Regions from separate parts of the Mus musculus genome. Here region 2 is linked to region 1. Evidence: chromatin contacts called from public promoter capture Hi-C data. All regions are on one chromosome and are shown on one strand. Each heading gives the region's core, a stretch centred on a gene start, on an enhancer-like site or on the middle of the called end of the contact. The rest is flanking DNA. Distances are from core to core; before and after follow the strand shown. Region 1 overlaps Sptan1 (spectrin alpha, non-erythrocytic 1). Region 2 overlaps Tbc1d13 (TBC1 domain family, member 13).

Evidence for each region. Capture Hi-C pulls out chosen DNA fragments and counts their contacts.
Region 2: a contact with region 1 is called in a promoter capture Hi-C map of adipose tissue. The contact joins two enhancer-like sites. A contact is called at or near these places in 1 of 484 Hi-C or Micro-C datasets (hippocampal excitatory neurons) and 4 of 9 other capture datasets (adipose tissue, embryonic stem cells, liver and 1 more).

What each region holds. Positions count from the first base shown.
Region 1 is chr2:29,978,599-29,981,298 of GRCm38.p6, forward strand. Sptan1 (spectrin alpha, non-erythrocytic 1) reads left to right here. Exons shown (of 57, transcript NM_001177667.1): 2 at 1-18; 3 at 1,479-1,604. Among named protein-coding and RNA genes, the nearest start is that of Sptan1, 14 kb to the left of the region's middle. Within about 2 kb of position 1,408, at least 10 of the 459 cell types and tissues checked have an H3K27ac peak or open chromatin away from gene starts, as enhancers often do. A contact at or near this core is called in adipose tissue, where this site is marked.
Region 2 is chr2:30,151,465-30,154,164 of GRCm38.p6, forward strand. Tbc1d13 (TBC1 domain family, member 13) reads left to right here. Exons shown (of 12, transcript NM_146252.3): 12 at 1-550. Among named protein-coding and RNA genes, the nearest start is that of Gm31080, 9.8 kb to the right of the region's middle. Within about 2 kb of position 1,322, at least 8 of the 459 cell types and tissues checked have an H3K27ac peak or open chromatin away from gene starts, as enhancers often do. A contact at or near this core is called in adipose tissue, where this site is marked.

The sequences.
Region 1 (2,700 bases), core at 158-2,657:
GACCCAACCAACTTGCAGGTATGTCTGAGTACCAGCAGTTCTTGCCTCTCAAAAGTCAGGGGCCCAAAAAAGGTTGGGTAGCTATAATGTAAGTCAGACACATTGTAAAGACCAACTCTGTGCTCTGAGAAGACCCTAACATATGAGGGGTTGGGGCGGAGTAAGAGTGGCTTTCAAGCATGAGGTTTTCTTTTCGGTATACTTTAAACTCGTGATTCTCAACCTTCCTAATGCTGCAGTTCCTCATGTTGTGGTGACTCCCAACCATAAAAGTATTTTTGTTGCTATTTTATAACTGTAATTTGCTACTATTGTTGGATCATAATGTGAATATCTGTGTTTCTGATGTTTTTGCTGACCACACAGCTTGAGAACCACTACTTTAAACTGATAGTTCTATTTTTGGGATGGTGGGTGGGGGTTTGAGGCAGGGTTTCTTTTTTTTTTTTTTTTTTTAAGATTTATTTATTTATTATATGTAAGTACACTGTAGCTGTCTTCAGACACTCCAGAAGAGGGCGTCAGATCTTGTTACAGATGGTTGTGAGCCACCATGTGGTTGCTGGGATTTGAACTCCAGACCTTTGGAAGAGCAGTCAGGTGCTCTTACCCACTGAGCCATCTCACCAACCCTGAGGCAGGGTTTCTCTGTGTAGTCCTGGCTGTCCTGGAACTCACTCTGTAGACCAGGCTGGCCTCAAACTCAGAAATTCGCCTGCCTCTACCTCCCAAGGGCTGGGATCAAAGGCATGTGCCACCACGCCCGGCTGGATTTTTAGTTTTTAATACAGGGTCTTCCTGTGCTGCCCTAGCTGCCCTGAAACTCAATATGTAGACCAGGCTAGCCTCAAACTCAGAGATTTACCTGCCTCTTCTGGTGTGTCTGCAGAGAACAACAGTGTACTTGCATACATTGAATGAATGAATGAATGAATGAATGAATGAATGAATGAAAGAAATGTAGGCAAGGTTTAAGCAAGTGGAATGTGAATGACTGAATTAAACAAGGTAAACATGAAGCCAGGCGTGGTGGTGCACGCCTTTAATCCCAGCACTTGGGAGGCAGAGGCAGGCGGATTTCTGAGTTCCAGGACAGCCTGGTCTACAGAGTGAGTTCTAGGACAGCCAGGACTACACAGAGAAACCCTGTCTCAAAAACAAACAAACAAACAAACAAATGAAAAACAAAAAACAAAAAAACAGGGTAAACACTGAGAGCTAGGAAAACTGAGTGTGGTCTTGTTTCTCTAGATAAAACTGCTTTTCCATAGACAATAAATTTAAATATTCTATAGTGTCTTGCACCTGCCATGTTGAAAGTGCTCACAGGCCAGGGTTGTAGAGATACATAGCCTTTGTATTTGAGTGGTTGCCTCCCTCACTAGAGCAGATGGGAATGAGGACAAGGGACCTTTGGTGTGGGGACAAGAGGAGTGTTGTGTGGTAACACTTGGGGCTTACTTGTGTTCCACTACCAGGGAAAGCTGCAGAAGCACCAAGCCTTTGAAGCTGAAGTACAGGCTAACTCAGGAGCCATTGTGAAGCTGGACGAGACAGGAAACTTGATGATTTCTGAAGGGCACTTTGCATCTGAAACCATCCGGGTAAGTAGGAGTACTATCTGGTCTGAAAGCCTCCCCTGCAGGAGCGGTGAACACTTTAGAAGCTCAGCTTTTCCATACTCGAGACACTACATCTTCTAGTGAAATCCACAAGCCAGATATTATTATGATTGAAAGCAAGACTGGAAGCCAGGGTTTGTGTGTGTGGTAGGAACAGTATTAGTATTCTTGCAGTAGAGTGAGTCAGCATATGTTCATTTGTTAAAGAAGGTTGGTAATACTATTATTTAGTATTAAGGGAGAGAGTACACTTTTCTCTTTGCCATGTTGATTTTCTCAAAGATACACTTTTATCTGGCCTACCTTGGATGCCCTTTTTAAAACTGTAGTTTCTGTTTTTGAATTCTATATGTGTTTGTGCGTGAGCACTCAGACTCAGAGGATGCTGGATTCCTTGAGGCAGGAGTTAGAGGTGGTTGTGAGCTGCCTGTGTGGGTACTGGGAACTGAACTCAGGACTCTAACAGAGGTATGTATACATCACTAAGTCATCTCTGAAGCCCTTGGATACATAGACTTCTTGTTTGTCTGTATGTTTTGTTTTCTTTCTTTGTATCAGGATCTAGCTGTGCTTCAACTCTTGTCTCGGCTTCCCAAATGCTGAGATTATAGTGTGTGTTACTTCATCAAAGACCTTTGTGCCATATTTGCCCTGCTGGCATCTTACATGCTCTGGGTATTCTGGAATGAACTTTACTGACTTTTTGGGTGAATCTAAGCATTTTTTTTTCTTTTTTTAGATTCAAGACACAGTTTCTTTGTGTAGCCCTGGCTGTCCTAGAACTAGCTTGGTAGACCAGGCTGGCCTTAAACTCACAGAGATCAGCCTGCCTCTGCCTCCTGGGTGTTGGGATTAAAGGTGTGCAGCACCATGTCCAGCTAGGAACTGTTAATTATTAGTAATGATTTTAAGGAAAGGGAGTGCTGGTTGTCCTATGACCAAATGGTTAATTATATTGAACTCATTTGGCTAGTGTAATACATCTCTCAATTAAATACAAGTATTTTCCATCGTTATTAGGTAAATGAAGTCAGTTGGCTTCTTACTTCTGAATAGACGTTTTCCTGGGGTATATGGG
Region 2 (2,700 bases), core at 72-2,571, 170 kb after region 1:
AATTCAAATATGGATTGTCTTATTCCCCAAGGTTAACCCTGACATCCTCTCCCCGTTCCTGCCTGAGAGGGCTGCCAGCTTTACCCTAGAGCCGAGTATAAGGGAGGCCATATACACTCCCGCCATCTTGACCGCCCCCAGACCTAGGACTTGGTAGCTGGTAGCTCAGCCCCAGTACTGCTCCCTTTGTTGACTGGGACGCAGCAAATGCTGCCCAGGACGCGGATGCATTCATTCCTTCTTGCCTGCCTCCCCCACCCCACCCCTTGCCCCGTTTCCTGGGACCATGCTACTGGAATCACTGCATCTGATTTGTTTCTGTGGGAGACCTGCATCCTGTGCCCACCACTTGGTCCTTGAGATGAAGGCCAAGGACATGGAGACTTTGTCTTGGGTAGGGTGGCTCCGCAGTTGGACGCTGCCTGAGGGAAGGATCTGCCCTTGATTCTTAAGGGGGAACCCCGAGCCTGAGCTCCTGCAGCTCCCGGGAGCTCAGCAGGCCAGGGCTGTTGATGAGTCGTCCTTAATAAACTGTGCTCTTTACCATGCGTGTCGGTGCTGTGCTGGCTGGACTTGAGACTTTGGAGGAGAGGAAACAGTTGGAGCAAGGACAGAGCCAGAGTCCCTTAGAGTGTTCTAAGACAGACCAGGAGATGCTTGCCAAGACACTTGCAGTTCGGCTGCGGCCAGCCAGAGACGGCCTTAGGAAGGAGGAGGTGCGCCTGGGCACACATTATTATTAATCTTCTTACATTATATTTCTTTGTGTGCAGCCTGCGGGTGAGGGAGTCTAGCTGGCATTGGTTCCCTCTTGCTATCATGTGGGTCCCAGCAAACTCAGGGCTGCTGTGAGCACCTTTACCCACTGAGCCAGCCATCTCACGCACTTCCGGCAGCGCATTGTTCCTTAGGTCATTTAATACTATGTTTTATTTAGTTTTGCTATGTAGTTCAGGCTACTCTTGTTCATCCTGTAGAGCCTCTGAGGCCAGGGTCTCTGCCTCCTGGGTGTTGGGGTTAAAGGTGTGTACCAAGCACACTGCTAAAAACACAAGTATTTCCCTCTGCCAACTGTAAACTCTGAAAATGATAAATGCCACTTGCAATACCTAGAAGAAATTAAAGTGTTTAGGGATTTTGTGCCAGTCATAGAGCCCAGGCCCACACACACATCGAGCAAGCACTGTGTCACTGAGCCGGAACCACAGTCCCGAGAATACTGAACACGGTAAATAAAGGCTTGGGAGAAACTGGAGGAGGAGCAGAGAACAAGACGGCTCTGCGTCCCCGGGTCAGAGACATCACAGGAGTGAATGTAGTCCCTATCCAAATGCCACTGTGGCCAAAGGTGCTGGCACATGCTCTAATCCAGCGCTCCACAAGGAGGAAGGATCCTGGTAAGCTGGATACCAGCCAGCTCTGTGTAGTGAGTTCCAGTCTTCCTGGGACTGCCTATTGAGGCCTTTCCTGAAACAAAACTTCTATGACATTGGGGTGTAGCTCAGTGGCAAAATGTTTGTTTTGCCTGTCTGAGACTGTGGGTCAGGTCCCTGACACACGTACACACACACACACACAGGTATGCACACACAACTCACAGAAAAGGAGGGAAATCTGAAAATGGGTTAGGGAGCCATAAAAGATCCCAGGTACCCAATATAATCCTGAGCAAACAGGACAAAGCTGGGGGCCAGCTTTAAACTTCTAACTTACGGTAATTACAACACGATGCTGGTGAGAGGGACCACTTGCCATTGACCAACAGAACAGGAAGCCCAGAAACAGGTAGGAATCTTGCAATTCATCTGTTTAAAGGCTCTTTGTTTGTTTAGGAATTTTTATTTTTTAAACAGGATTTCTTTGTGTAGCCCTGGGTATCCTGGAACTTGCTCTGAGGACCAGGCTGGCCTCAAACCCATAGAGATTCATCTGCCTCCTGAGTGCTAGAATTAAAGGCATGCACCACCACTGCCCAGAAAATGTGTATGAGTGCTTGCCTGCTGTATGTGTGCTTGGTGCCTATGAGGCCAGAGGAAGGCATATCAGATCCCCAGGTTACAGAAGGTTGTGAGCTGCCATGTGGGTGCTGGGGTCTTCAAGAGCAGCCAGTGCTCTTAACTGCTGAGCCATCTCCAGCATTTGGAATCAGTTGACTTTTGACAAAGGAGCCAGAACATGATGAAGAAAAGACAGTCTTCAGTAAATTGTGCCCAGAGAAATGATTTTCCACACAGAACAGTGAATATATTCGTAGCATTCACAAGCACCAAAAAATTCAATTGACCATTAGTGGAAGAATAAAGAGAAGCTGGTATAGATCTCCATGGTAAACTTCTTTGCTCTCCTGTGTGTGTTTGATGCCTCACCCTAGATGGGCCTCAAACCCATGGTTATTCTGCCCCATCCTCTCTTCCTGAGATTACAGGTAAGAATGACCATGCCCGATTACTATTCATTAGCGTTTAATTGTGTGTGTGTGTGTGTGTGTGTGTGTGTGTGTGTGTGTGTGTGTGAGAGAGAGAGAGAGAGCACATATGCGTGCATGCCCTTGTGCCAATCAGCTCCAGGACAGCCAGAGCTACACAGAGAAACCATGTCTCAAAACAAAACAAAAGAGCACTGACTGCTCTTCCAGAGGTCCTGAGTTCAAATCCTAGCAACCACGTGGTGGCTCACAACCTTCTGTAACAAAATCTGATG